Regions from separate parts of the Mus musculus genome. Here region 1 is linked to region 2. Evidence: chromatin contacts called from public Hi-C data. All regions are on one chromosome and are shown on one strand. The core of a region is the stretch at or near the end of the contact, and the rest is flanking DNA. Distances in the headings are between cores, read along the strand shown. Region 1 has its middle 170 kb from the start of 4930583P06Rik. Region 2 has its middle 29 kb from the start of 4930517E11Rik.

Evidence for each region. Hi-C and Micro-C count contacts between places; a contact is called where the count stands out from the background.
Region 1: a Hi-C map of the N1E-115 cell line shows a contact between it and region 2, with 3 times the contacts expected there. The contact joins two enhancer-like sites. A contact is called at or near these places in 3 of 39 promoter capture datasets (liver, stem cell-derived epiblast-like cells and trophoblast stem cells) and 4 of 484 Hi-C or Micro-C datasets (the N1E-115 cell line, embryonic stem cells, neural stem cells and 1 more).

The regions. Positions count from the first base shown.
Region 1 is chr2:124,385,685-124,389,285 of GRCm38.p6, forward strand. It overlaps a transcript of Sema6d not described here. Among named protein-coding and RNA genes, the nearest start is that of 4930583P06Rik, 170 kb to the left of the region's middle. Within about 2 kb of position 1,562, at least 1 of the 459 cell types and tissues checked has an H3K27ac peak or open chromatin away from gene starts, as enhancers often do. A contact at or near this core is called in the N1E-115 cell line, where this site is marked.
Region 2 is chr2:124,098,809-124,102,557 of GRCm38.p6, forward strand. It overlaps a transcript of Sema6d not described here. Among named protein-coding and RNA genes, the nearest start is that of 4930517E11Rik, 29 kb to the right of the region's middle. Within about 2 kb of position 2,298, at least 22 of the 459 cell types and tissues checked have an H3K27ac peak or open chromatin away from gene starts, as enhancers often do. A contact at or near this core is called in the N1E-115 cell line, where this site is marked.

The sequences.
Region 1 (3,601 bases), core at 312-2,811, 290 kb after region 2:
CATGCACTTGTTTCTAGCCATTCTCTGTGTTCTAGGGGTCAGTTTGTAGATTCCTATGCCAGTCATAACTGCCTCTGCTTCTCTTTTATTTCTGTCATTACTATTTCTGTTGCACAAGCAACAGACAATATTTTCTTTGCACATGGTTGAAAGACTACAGAAATATCCAGAGAAAACATGAAAGGCCCTTTCTTCCCCTTATTACTTCCCCTGCCTTTCTCCCAACTGTCAACAGTTGGAAGATGTTAATCTAGTTTCCCTTTTATGTGTTTCCATATATACATGAGGCTTTGCAACATGTGCGGTTTGGGTCCTTTATTAATATGAATGGAGTGATAGTGTACATATGATTTTCAACTTGATTTGTTACTTAACACTCCAAGACATCTTTTTAAGTCAGTGCATACAGCCTTGTCACTTGTTCTTTTAAACAACTTCATAGAATTTTATCGTGTATATGTACATGTTTGTGCATTTAAAAAAACTTTTATTTTCTCTAAGACATCTTTAAAAGACAAAAGGATGATTCATAAGCTGGTAAAGTAAGATTTGTAGAAATCCATCTAATAAAGGATTAAAATTCTGAATATATAACATTCAAGCCTATAAAAAATGCAAATGTCAAAATAAACATTGATTACTCAATCAACAGTGGAAAAAATCAAATGTATTTGCTCAAATGGCACATAAAATGATATTTCATCCATCTATATTTGTAGTGCCATTTTATAACCTTTCAGCTAGAAAAAACTATCTGAAAAATGTAATAAAATCAAGTTCTAGAGAAGATGCAGTTCAGTGAGGTCTTTCTGAAATTGCAAGTGGTGATGCATTCTGAAACAATGCCTTGGAATAACTTGACATTATCTCATAGTCTTAAGCATCCAGAGTCTCTCAGCCCTACCAATGATGCTTGCTAATGAAGGGGGAGAAATGGGTACATTTATATACCATCAGGAGCCATGGACAATCTTTTTAGCAATACAGCAACAAAATATTCTAATCTTTATACCATCCTACCAATGCTACCCTGAGAAATAAACAGGGTGTGTTTTGATAAGAGAACTGAATAAAGCTTTCTTGACCTATCCTGTACTGGGGTCTAGCAGATTATGACTATGACTACATTTGTCTTACACCACAGATGGCCCTTAGAAACACACTGTGGAATGAACAACAAGAGCTCGGAGACAGAGAGTGAACCCCCACAAACTTCACTAACAGGGAAAACTGAGTAATGGGTTCCTGATGGTTTGTTATTTTTGAACTGAATAAGATAAAGGAGGGTCGTGTATAGATGATGAATAGTAGCTTATTTTGAAGATTTGGACTGGTCAAAGTCAATTTGTATATATTTGTATACACACACAATTAGTTACTAAAGTCTGCAGAGGTAATCTCGTGCTTTATGATTCCATTTGCATAACTGGGCTTTGTCTCTCTCCCGAAGGCTTAAAGCAGCTGAAGAAAGATCCCCTGGTTAGTTCACAGACTGGTGCACTTGGCTTTTGCACTTCTCTGTGTTCTTTATTAGCTTTGTAAAAAGCTAAGTCTTGACCATAGAACTGGGGTAAGACTGCAAAATTTTAGAATCTGAGACATATAAAGTCAAGAAAATGTTAGATTCACCTTTAGCATCTGTGGCTACGGAACCCAAGGAGCTAAAGGGATCTGCAACCCTATAGGTGGAACAACATTATGAACTAACCAGTACCCCGGAGCTCTTGACTCTAGCTGCATATGTATCAAAAGATGGCCTAGTCGGCCATCACTGGAAAGAGAGGCCCATTGGACACGCAAATTTTATATGCCCCAGCACAGGGGAACGCCAGGGCCAAAAAGGGGGAGTGGGTGGGTAGGGGAGTGGGGGTGGGTTGGTATGGGGGACTTTTGGTATAGCATTGGAAATGTAAATGAGCTAAATACCTAATAAAAAATGGAAAAAAAGAAAGAAAACAGAGCATCGTCAGGAAGGAGTTATGTAAGTAACTCAGAGAAGAGTGAGAGTACTCATTAAAAAACAGGGACTGGAGAAGTGGCTCAGCTCTTAAGAGCACTGGACCTCGGTTCACTCTTTGCAGAGGACCTAGGTTCACTCCACAGTATTCCCATTATAGCTTAAAGTCACCTATAACTCCAGTCCAGGAAATCCAATGTCCTCTTCTGGTCTCCACAGGTCCCAGGCATAATATGCTGCAGAGCCATCCATGTAGACGAAACATCCATTCATGTACAATAAATATAAATCTTTTAAAAAAGGATCCACATGGAGATACCTCCAAATGACACTGAAAATCAGATTAGTCTAAATTAGCCTGAAATTAAGATGGAGGGAAACCAGATGTTTTCCATAAGTTACCACAGAAGTCCCATTATTGAACAGAATTGTCTCTCCAATTCCTGGCCAAGGGAATAAGAATTTAAAGCATGATTAACACTTCACTTCCAATCCTGCAGGAAAGGAAATGCACATTTCTGAGGCAAACATGCAAATGGTGTGCTCCAGCTCTCTAACCACCTTTAGCCAGGAACTTAAAATGTATCATTGTAATGCACTCCCTTGCCTGAGTTTTGATACTTATCAAACCAATATGCAAAGGCGTTTATTATACAAGTTATGAACCAGAATAGATTTTTTTTTGTTTCTTTTAAGATTTTTCAAATTCTAGAAACAGTTTAACCATCTTTCAATTCTGGTCTCAGAAAATTAGATTTGTATGTCACACTTCCTGTCCAAAGTTCCTGGTGAAGTAGCTTACAAAACCTGACCCCTAGGGGCACTAGGGCACAAGCACTGTTGTAACAAATCTGCTGGTCCTGAAATAGGAATAGCAGCTTGTTATATAATCTGCACACCAGGAACCCTTTAAAAGAAAGGGTCCTACATATGCAACTGAGACTCAAAATTCATCCTTGCACATACCCAGCCCCTGTGAAACAGATAAAAATCCAAGGCCTTGATTATATTTGTCCCTGAGGAATTCAGTTGTTACTTAAATTTCTTTTTTTTTTTTGTAGACCATACTCTTTTATTCAGAAACAATACACATAACCGCATTGGGAGTGTGCTTAGATGGATAGTTGGCTGAGAGAGGATAACTGGGGGAGGACAGTTCAGTTACATTTGAGCCACAGTTACTTAAATTTCTATGAGCCAACCCAAGCTCAGAATATGCCACAGTATTAACAAAAAGGATCTTTTTAATTAAGAGATTATTATTTTCATTTTATGTGCTTGCATATATGCTACATATGTACAATGTCTATAGAAGCCAAAAGAGGTCACTGGATCTGCTGGAACTGGGGTTACAGATGGTTGTAAGCTCTCATACAGGTGCTAGGAATCCAACTAGGGTCCTCTGGTGGAGCAGTTGGAACTGTTAACTGATGAGCCAACTCTCCAGTCCCCAAACATGAAATATGGGGTTTTTTTTCATATTCTTCACAATGGTGATTAAAACTTAGTTTAAGATCCATTTTAGAGCAAGTCTCTGACTATTTTGTATCTAAAGTCATCTTTGTAAGTATGTGGCTTTAAATGACAAAAATCCTATAATGTTTCATGGTTTGGATGATATGTTTTGTAGCATATACTTATTAT
Region 2 (3,749 bases), core at 1,048-3,547:
CATTTGGAAGTGTCTTCTTGCATTTTGAGGGGAGGGCATCTGTATGACCATATTCATCAACTTTATCTTGCCACTCATGATTCCCTTGTGATTTCCACAAAAATTAAATCCTGTGCTGCCACAGACCCCTGGCTACTGCTTTTCTGTAAGTCCCTCCTTGACTTTGCTCTCCACAGACTTCTGCCATTCTTTTATCATTCATTTCTTTCATAAACTCCATCACCACTTCAGACTTGTGTCTCAGTTGATGCTTCTTTGTATCAGATGACTAAAATTCAAAACCTGTCATACAAAGTCAATGTCTACCATGTGGTATTTTAGGTGGTGGTGGTGGTAGTAGTGGTGTGTGTGTGTGTGTGTGTGTGTGTGTTCCTAATAGCTAACATAGAGCCTAAGCATATGTTAATAACTAAGTATATATGGCTGGGTGAGTAAGTGAGACAGAAGGAGGAAAGATGCCTAGTATATTTTTAGAGCTTTATTAACATTTTCAAGCTCTGAGAAGAGAGAGAAATTTGATAATAATATTTATTTTTATTTTAGTTTTGGTATGTATGTCATTAAAGTGCTTCTCAAAATACAGGTAGTGCATTTTGAAAGAGGTAGAGAATTTGGTGGAAGATGTCCAGTGAAAAAGAATATTCTAGATTGAAAATGCTTCCAGGAGGTAGCTGGGGGTAACTGTCCAGGCATTCAAGAGAAATATCAGACCAACAAAGAGCCCAGATAGAAATACTACACAAGTATAATTTTAAAATAAGTTCTATAGAATTTTACTGCTTCACATTAGATAATGTTACTTTGTGTACACAATACCCAGATGAGTAGATAAAACCAGCTTTAGTTATTGGGTATCATAAAATAAAAACATAGCTATATTCTTCCTTGGACTCAGCTGTTTTTTTTTTAAATGGAAGCCATTCAAACATGGATATGAGTATTGTGACTGTGTCTCTCTACAGATGGACTTTTTTTCTTTCAAGGAACAGTACATGTGGGAAAATATATTTTCTTCATTGTTTCTGATCATAAAGTTGTGACAATACAGTTTTATGGAAGGCAGTGCTCTTTTGGTCTTGCCAGGAGGTGTCACTACAGCTCTCTGACTAACAGCACATCCAGTAGGGACCAATTGGTACTCACCTGCATCTTCTCAGAGGCCCAATGTTCTCTCTGCTGGGTTACCCGGAGGAAATGCAATAGGACAGTAGAATTATTTCCAGAATCCTATTTCCCCAAACAATTATTTTTAGGTTGTGAATTAGTTGAAACTAAAAACCCAAACCAAAACAAATGTCTTTACTATTTTGGAAGTAAGTACTATACTTTCTTTTGAGTAATGATCAAACATTGTGAAAAGAAAGAGCAAGAAGCAGAGGAAGGGAAATAGGTGGGTGTAGACTTCTGAAAGAAGTGAAGCCCACAGTGATAGCCCAGGGTGACAGCCCAGGGTGACAGCTTGCCCTGGAGCATCTCCTGACTCAGTGTTTTCTCTCTTGCCTGACTTGGCAGTTGGGCAGTTGGTATTCTGTGTCCTGCCTCTTTTTCCTATCTGGATAAGTCTAATTTTCAAAAAGCTTGTATTAAGAGTTATATACCATCTTTACTTGTTGATTAGTATAATTTCAGTCTCCTCCACAATGTGATAAGATGGGGTAGTTACTGTATTTTCCTATGTAAGAAAAAAATGGACATTGGAAAAATATTGTACACAGCACCCATGTGTACATCATACTTTTATGGGGATTAGGGATTTGACCCATCGGATTTCAACAGCCACTAAAGAATTGTCCCCCTACAGCAGGTGTTCTTTCTGTCTTTTTCTCTGTGTGATCCTGACTGAATTGGAGCTCCACACAATACCCAGTGCTCACTTTGTGTGAACAACACACCTTGAAGGTGTGGCTTTCTCTTTCCTTGTATGTAGTGCTTCGTGAAGAGTCTAGACATTTTGAAAAGTGACCTGATATTTCTGTTTCTAAAATGACACATAAGACCCACAACAATGACCAATAAAGTGGGTGGATGAGACAAAAGATGTGCTCAAGGGTGAGCCTCCCCAGCCTTGAGTCTGGAAAGAAGGAAAGACTGTGGCACACTTGGCTTCACCTAGTGCCGCTGCCTCCACGTGGTCCACTAATCAATGAGCCATGGGACAGAAAGGCTCAGCTTTTTTGTCAAGTAGTAAAACAGAATGGGGGGCTTAGCTCAGCCCGAAGGGTCTCTTTGACTGTTGGGAACAGACTGGCGTTCGTGGAGCTGTGTTTCCTGCCGCCCTCCAGGTGGCAGCCTGGCCCCGCTGTTAGACATGCTCTGGTTTCAACCATTTTTAACATTGCCAGACTCAGGACTGTTTCTCAGCACATTTAATTCCCTGGGAATGATGAACTGCGCTTCAGCTCACTGCACCCTAGGGTGATTGAGCCTGCAGTATTTTGGAATCTGCAGAGACTTTTTGGGCTGTCATTTGATTGAAAAAAGCTGCCATATTTTGGATATTTTGTCCCCTTTAGAGCTGTCCTGGCAGACTGTATCTGCCCAGAAGCAATCTATAGGAGAACACTTTAAAAGCATATATATACTTTCTCTTAAAATATGAGGAACTTAAACAAGCTTACAATTTATTCCATTATTTGATCTTCTATCTATTTCATGGCTTTGTTCTTCTTTGGTTCTGAAATAATATTTCTTTCCACCTGACTTAAAGCAAATCCTCTCTAGAAGGTAGCTTATGTTAATTGACTGAGTATTTTGAAAGAATGCAGGCAGAGCTATGTGGAATGTCTTAATTTAAATGAAGCTGTAAGCCTTTTCATATTGTAAGCAGAGGTATTTAAAAGTAAGATGATTAGAAACTGCTGAAGTTGCACACAATTCAAGAGAATGTGAAAGACGTTAGAATGAGCGGCTGGCACAGGGCTGCAGTGTCCGTGTATTCTAAATATACATGTAATATCAATTATGGAAGAAAACCAACAAAGGATCTTAGGCTTGTCAGCTTGCATTTGTGTGGCTGCTTCTTTTCATGAGAATTTTTAGTAACTGGGAAAAGTGCCAGATACTAAATGCTGGAAAACGACACATGAATAGGATATAGTAGATCTTAGCACTGTTGAGGGGGAAAAAAAAGTCACTTACGAGTTTAGAAAGCTTTTCTCTGTCAGTGTGGCCAAATTCGCGCTTTGATTTGCAGTGGTTTAGACTTATAAGTCACCTGTGGTTGGCTTTGGGCCATGGTTAGTAGCATCTTCAACGGAATCTTCTAGATAACTTCTGAGAACCATTGTTCTCTACCCCTGTGAGATTTGATCCCCTGCCATAAAACATTCTCTCAAGGCAGCTTGTAAGAGCATATAAGCTTGTGTTCTATACAGAACCTTAGATTCTAGATGTGGAAAAAACCTAGCTTTACTGACTCACCATTAGCCGACAGTGAATTTGGTCTCTGAAAGCTGATAGTGTAGTGAACCATTAGGAGAATGGCAGGGATGGGCCTCTCCACTTCTCTTTTCAAGTTAGGTTGTAGCCATTGACTGGGATGTTAATCTATCTGTCTTTTTGTGAATTTTTAATTTAAGTATTATAATTGTGTCTTGTCATTTTGTGACATCTTAGGGCAGAATGTGAACTTGGGGAGGAGGTGATTAGTTGACTGAAATAAGTCCAAGACTGGTTGGTCATAGCCTCCGGTTTAGTGACTCCAACAAAATCAGCAAGGGAAGGCTAATTCGCAACAAGCCCAAAGTCTT